2 separate regions of the Xenopus laevis genome follow, and region 1 is linked to region 2. A link is a contact called in public Hi-C data. All regions are on one chromosome and are shown on one strand. Each heading gives the region's core, a stretch centred on a gene start, on an enhancer-like site or on the middle of the called end of the contact. The rest is flanking DNA. Distances are from core to core; before and after follow the strand shown. Region 1 overlaps strc.L (stereocilin). Region 2 holds the start of ppip5k1.L (inositol hexakisphosphate and diphosphoinositol-pentakisphosphate kinase 2).

Region 1 (3,308 bases), core at 685-3,184, 54 kb after region 2:
AAACCAATAATGTACTGCTCATTTACAAGAGTTAAGATGTATATAACTGAGCCTGTTTCACAAATACACTATGCACTAACTATGATAGTTGATATATGTTTATGTTAAATTACGAATGCATAAGGGTCATTTATTTATGTAACCACCACTCTTTGGCACCAAACTCGTAAGGCTTGTGCCTTCGGATGTTTTTCTTTCAGATAAAATCATTATTAAAACTGCATCATTCACTTTGTGATGGTCCCGTTTGCGCCAGTCTGCTGTTGTGAACAGAAGGGGCAATTTTGGACACAAATCTTCTTGATTTTTCCCCATAATTTTAGCACAATTGCAACACAAGTCTGTGTTTTCTCTGCTGCAAACTCCATGGTTTTCCCTAGAATGCAGGATTTTCCACATATTTCCAGTGTGATTGTGACCCCAGTCTAAGTTTGACGCAAATCAAAAGTCAGGTCTAACAATTCACTTCTGGAACAGGAGTTCATCTGATTTGCTTGGTGCAAGTCCAGGTTGGGAAATGGCCTGGTCAAAAGACCAGAAAAAAAAACTTGGGCAACCCAGACCCTGAAACACTGGCTGATGGGGGGGGGGGGTTGCTGAGGCGACAGCACCAGTGGGCTTCACAATTCCCAGTCCAATGCTGTGTAAGTCTATTAACAGAACTTGCTGTGAAGGTGTCTGTAGTTCCAGGGTCCCTTTGTATCAATAGGTACAAAAGGCAGGATTATTAGCAACCATGTGAAAGTGCAGGAGCATGGGTTTTACCTTAAAGGAACAGTAACACCAAAAAATGAAAGTGTTTTATAGAAATGACAATATATAGTGAATAAAGTACCCCCTCTTGTAAAATATAAGGATATTATAAGTTACCGAGGAGTTTCATGACCATATAAAAACACGAGGCCAAAGGCCGAGTGTTTTTATACAGGTCATGGAACTCCGAGGTAACTTCTAATATCCTCATATTTTGCAACAGGGGGTACTTTATTTATTATAATACACAAATTTCAATGAGTCATGTGACTGAAATGACATCAGAACTCACCGTTTATAACTGATGACATCAGAACTCACCGTTTATAAGGATATAATTTACAGGATATTCATGGCTTTTGTGTATTATAATTGTATAACTGTTGCTCTGCACTGGTAAAACTGGCATGTTTGCTTCAGAAACACAACTATAGTTTATATAAACAAGCTGCCATATAGCCATGGGGGTAGCCATTTAAGCACAGGATACACAGTAGATAACAGATAAATTCTGAAGGAGCCCATTGTATACTCCAGAGCTTATCTGTTATCTGCTTTGTATCTTTCTGCTTTTTCTCCTTTATCAGCTTTGAATGGCTGCCCCCATGGCTACACAGCAGCTTGTTTATATAAACTATTTCTGAAGCAAACACACCAGTTGTACCAGGGCAGCACAAAGGTACATTATATTTTCATTATTTTAAAAGACTTTAATTTTTTGGTGTTACTGTTCCTTTAATGAATTGCGTTAATATGCGCTCTCCATTGTGTCCTTTTCAGAGTTTGGAAATGACCCTTCCTGTTTTTTAATTAAATTTCTTCCTTTGTAAAACTCAATCTTCTTTTTTTGTTTTCTTTCATATTTTTAATTATACAAAATTTAATGATATTAGCCACCAAAATATGACAAAATAACACATGCTGCTTTCATGTCTGCGAATAACATTTGTTACAGTTTAAAGCAGTCCTATAAAGATACAAACATGCTGGTTTATGTATGCTGATAGCAAAAGAAGATCTTTAAAATATTGCATATTCCTAATACAGAGGAGATTAAAAAGCACAAAGTTCACAGGTGTGGGTGTCATAGCTTCTAAAGCTGCCACTGCACTATAGAGAGACAATGACAATGACATCTTCCATTCACTTCTTTGATCATTGTCTTACTTGGAAGCCAGATGGAATAGTGCCTGATGTATAGAGCACAGAGAGCCTCTAGTGGTATATGTATATAATTCAGTTCTACCCACGTGCAGATGATGATCTGTTTCCACAGGATTCACTATAGACACTCTCTATGTAAGTGGGAAATGTGTTTTTTTCTGGTTCAGACGTGTTTATGGGCCCTTGCATTTCTGTTTTTAATAAACATTACTAATTATTTTATAACCACTCACCATTGGACATACAAAGAAGCTTGTTAAAATAGATACAATAGACAGACAGATAGGTAGATAGATAAATAGATAGATACCCAAACATGTCCTCTTCTGTTAACATGTTTCCCAGTTGGCTTATGAAATCGTCAGAAAGGCAATATGAAGCCAGCTCCTCCAGGTTTGGCAGCAAGTGTCTCCTGTTAATGTGTGCAATGTTCTCTTCTCCCACAAACCCAATTAAAGGCCCCAGCAGATCCAAGTCTTCCACAGTAATCACTCCATTCACATGACTTTGCTAGCAAAGAATACAGCCAGAGTTAATTGTCTATTTGTTATCCATATTCACGCTTAGGATATAAAGTAGAATCATGGTTCTACACTTCTCAAGGAACCAGGGTAAAAGATACAGAAGGGACCCTGAACCCTTTCTGCCCTTAAATTTAGTATAAACCAACATGACAGCACCTCAGCACAAGTTGGGCATTAGTAGCTGCAGTCACTGTGGCTAGAGCAATGTAAGATACTGATAGCAATTATTATATTATTTATTTGTTCATTTAAATAGCCAAATTAGTCTGATATTTAGACACAAGGCTATATTACCTTGGTTTAATAATATATACTATTATTATTATTAGAAATAATAATAATACTATTATTATTATTAATAATAATACTAATAATAATAATAATAATAATAATAATAATAATAATAATAATTAATAATAATAATAATAATAATAATAAACGTATTTATTGAATCCACAAGTCCACTTTCAATGGTATCAGCTTCTTACTTTTGACTGTCTATACCTTATAATATCATGCTGTTCCCTTACTGTGTTTTTCTGTACTGATTTAAGGGCTACCAATGGTTTGCTATGGAAATATTTCCTGAGTGAGTTTGTACTTCCTTGTAGTTCACTAAGAAATCTTAACTGCCAGGGTTTGCCCTGAACTGAGAATCAGATTGTTGTTAAGGCTGTCAGGCAATGCGACAGAAGGGGCCCAGAGAAGATACTTTGGAAAGAATAGAGCAGTGAAGTACAGGACTGGACAGGGACAACACAGACCAAGCAAATTCCAGGACATGACAGAGATCAAGCTAGAGGGTGAAGTACAGGATGAGTTTAAGTCAGGATGGAGCAGGTAAAGTAAAGGACTGACAATGACAAG
Region 2 (3,602 bases), core at 197-2,696:
TTCCTTTAATGAAAAAAATAATTTATGTTATATGTTTAATTTGCAAAGGACTTTCATTATGCAGCTTTTTATGCGTAGGTGACAGGTCCACTTTAAAGACAGTAGTGCAGGGTTACTGTTGTCCTCTTAGACTCTTAGAGAGTACAGCATAAACAAAACACTTTGTTTACTAACTGTGCTGTAAATAAACAAGTATGCACCTTCCTAAAGTGTAGTGAGCATGCATAATAAGTGTTGTCAAGTTAAGCACTACACTGACATGACACCCAGACATAAAAACATGTATGATAAAAGTAAATTTCAAATTAAACATGTAACCCAAATTCTTTTTTTTTTATTATAAAGCTCAGCTGTAAAACATATATTGCAGGCCCCACCTTTCCATTCTGCTCTTCCTTGATGTAACTGCCCTCCTCGCTGCCTAAATTTGTGGGCATGCGAATCAGGTCCCAAATTGTGGCACATAAGCAAAATGTTGGTATGATGCAAAGATTTCTTTGGCAACAGTAGTCACAAAATGACACCTACCTGCTTGCTGTGATGGCGAATTCCCAGACTGAAGGAAACAAAAAGCAAATAGTTTATATAATGTAACTAAAGTTTATTTTTTTCAAGTAACACAATAGAAAAGAATTTGGACTTATTTATCAGGTCCCCTTTAAGTTTAAACAGTCAACACAAAAGAAACAAGAAATGCAATAACTGATAGAGTATAAAAGAAATATTTTATCCCCCAATGGAAATTATTTACATGTTGGAAGTCACCAATAATTTCCCCGACCATATACAGAGGACTCCACCACAGGCCAGAGCAATATCTACTAACCTTATTGTTACTGTACAGAGTCACAACACAAGCAACATATAATAACTGTTTATAAGCATACTTCCTACAGTTTACTCATTGCATTCATGTACTATAAATGCTCAACTTGAATCTATTGAACTGCAACTTCTATCAGCACAACAGAGCTGCAAGTTAAAAGCTGCAAGTGAAAAGCTGCTTGAGGGCAGTCACCCATGGAGTGTGGCTGTGTGGGTATATACAGTATGTACACATGGATCCCTGGCTATCCCAAACGATTTCTCCGATATCCCACTGATGGATTTGCTAAGCCGATTTCTTAGTTCTTAATTTGCTATAGATGGCAGGTCATATACTTTTACTTGCCTGTCCCGCCGTCCCGGATAGCAAGTGAAGATGTCCCGGCTGTTCTGATCTTCCGACACTTCTTGCTTCTTCCGGGTTTTCTCGGCACTTTCCGGAGCGGCGGAGGGAAGCAGTAGTCTCCTTCGGCTCTTTCCGGCTTGCTTGCTTCTTCCGCTTACGCTGCAGATCTTCCGGTGTTTGGGCGGCGCTTAATCGGTGACGTCAGTCTTCTCTCAGGAGTTCATGCTAGCCGATCGTCTCTCTGGTTGAAAGCAGATGCTTGATTGATAATCACTCACTCGGTCCTCTGCGAGTCAAGAAGGTATTCTGTGGCTTTCTAATCGGCAGCTCTCTGCCAGGCTGTGTTGTGTTCTGCTGCTGGTGGGATTCGCTCACTCGTCACTGTGAAGAGCGTCGCTGCTGGCTGGCTCCCTGCTGCTGCTGCTTTGTGAAAATCAATTTGACGCGTGACTGAAACTTTTCAGTAACTTTCACTGTCATGAGCAAAACCAAGGGGGCTAGATATTTGTGTGGATTATCAGTTAATTTTGAAAAGTAAAAAAATAAGAATAAAGGGCAACAAAAGTTTTGTTGATTAATTTCCCTTTTTTCTTACTTTTGTTACCTTTCTAAATTACATTAACTGTTTGTTGACCTTGTTCTGGGCAGTGAAGCACAATTAATGCATGGTGTAAGGATCTCCCATCATGCCAGGCACTTAAACGAGAATTCAACCCCCTAATTACTCAGCAAGTCCAATTGTTTTAGATTTAGCTATACTAGATAACCCCATAATTTGCACCCCCTACCCTAAATAGACCCCCTCCCTCCTGGGCAAATGCCCCTAATCTTCTACTTACCCCTCCTTGCAGGTCCTGTCCAGTGGAGTTCACAGCAGCCATCTTGTCTCCATCAGTCTTCTTCCTGTAGTGATCAGCATTTTCAGGCACGAAATTTTCGATAAATCAGAAACAACGTGACTTTGGGCGCAGTAGCTCCGCAACTGAAGATTCATCCAACTGCGCGTGTACAGAAAGTCACGATATTTCTGATTTTTTTATCGAAAATTTCGTGCCTTTCAACGCAATGGAAGATTCCTCCAACTGTGCATGAGCCCGAAAATGCCGAACGCTACAGGAAGAAGACAAGATGGCTGCTGTGAACTCCACTGGACAGGACCTACAAGGAGGGGTAAGTAGAAAGTTAGGGGCATTTGCCCAGGTAGGCCAGGAGGGATGCCAATTAGGGGGTTGAATTCTCGTTTAAGTGCCTGGCATTCTGGGAGATCCTTACCACCATGCATTAATTGTGCTTCACTGCCCAGAACAAGGTCAACAAACAGTTAATGTAATTTTGAAAGGTAAAAAAAGTAAGAAAAAGGAAATGAATCAACAAACCTTTGTTGCCTTTTTTCTTATTTTTTTATTATTTATTTTTTTTTTATTAACTGATAATCCACACAAAAATCTAGCCCCCTTGGTTTTGCTTATGACGGTCAAAGTTACTGAAACGTTTGATTTTCACAAAGCAGCAGCAGGGAGCCAGCCGGCAGTGACGCTCTTCACAGTGCTGAGTGAGCTAATCCCACCAGCAGCAGCAGAACACAACACAGCCTGGTAGAGAGCAGCAGAATAGAAAGCCAGAGAATGCCTTCTTGACACACAGAGGACCGAGTGATTATTAATCAAGCAGCTGCTGGAAGAAGTGCCGGAATATCCGAACAGCAGGACATCTTCAGTTGCTATCCTGGATGGCGGGACAGGCAGGTAAAAGTGAGTGTCCTGCGTAATGCGGGATGGTTGGGAGGTATACAACATGGTTCCATATTTCCCTTAATACAGTAAAACATGAAACAAAAATAAGGGGCATAATTAATTGTAGGCCAAGCATTAGGCTGTGAAGATGACTACTTGACCTGTTCTTGGTCCACTGAGAATAAACTAATATTTCCATTAGAAATAGAAATATTTTATTCAAAACATCATGTTATAAAAACATACATGATAATTTTAAGAGGATAAACCCAGGTCAAAATAGGCCCTGGTATTCCAAGTACACAGAGGCCCAAACATACTCACCACCAGCCCAATAAATAGTGACTGTCTATGGCATCTTACAGCAGCCCCATCTTACAAAAAAAAAACCTTAACAGTTTCTAGTTAGTCAACACGACTGTTTTAACTTCCGCAGAGGAGCTTAATGTACTGGAGATATTTGTTTTGCTCAAAGAAGATTTTATTGAAACAGATACCTCACAACAATGTTAAAAGGTTACATCAATAAGTTCAGTGTACAAGAATTGTGACAAAGTGTACATTTGTAAATAATGGCAATTGTAACAGATGTACTATACATGCAAGGCCTAAACCGTTACTGGAGATATTTAAGCATGGTTGACGTACTAACCTGAGGAATCCTCATGTAAACATGATATAATTTTCTATAAATATAA

What was found. A called contact is a pair of places that touch in the nucleus more often than the background predicts.
Region 1: a Hi-C map of the XTC cell line shows a contact between it and region 2, with 2.3 times the contacts expected there. The contact joins the enhancer-like site here to the promoter of ppip5k1.L in region 2. A contact is called at or near these places in 2 of 4 Hi-C or Micro-C datasets (the XL177 cell line and the XTC cell line).

Annotation. Positions count from the first base shown.
Region 1 is chr3L:113,070,712-113,074,019 of Xenopus_laevis_v10.1, forward strand. It overlaps strc.L (stereocilin), which reads right to left. Exons shown (of 27, transcript XM_041585583.1): 18 at 2,228-2,427. Among protein-coding and RNA genes, the nearest start is that of strc.L, 18 kb to the right of the region's middle. Within about 2 kb of position 1,935, at least 1 of the 7 cell types and tissues checked has an H3K27ac peak or open chromatin away from gene starts, as enhancers often do.
Region 2 is chr3L:113,017,183-113,020,784 of Xenopus_laevis_v10.1, forward strand. ppip5k1.L (inositol hexakisphosphate and diphosphoinositol-pentakisphosphate kinase 2) reads right to left here and starts at 1,447. Exons shown (of 32, transcript XM_041586813.1): 1 at 1,172-1,447.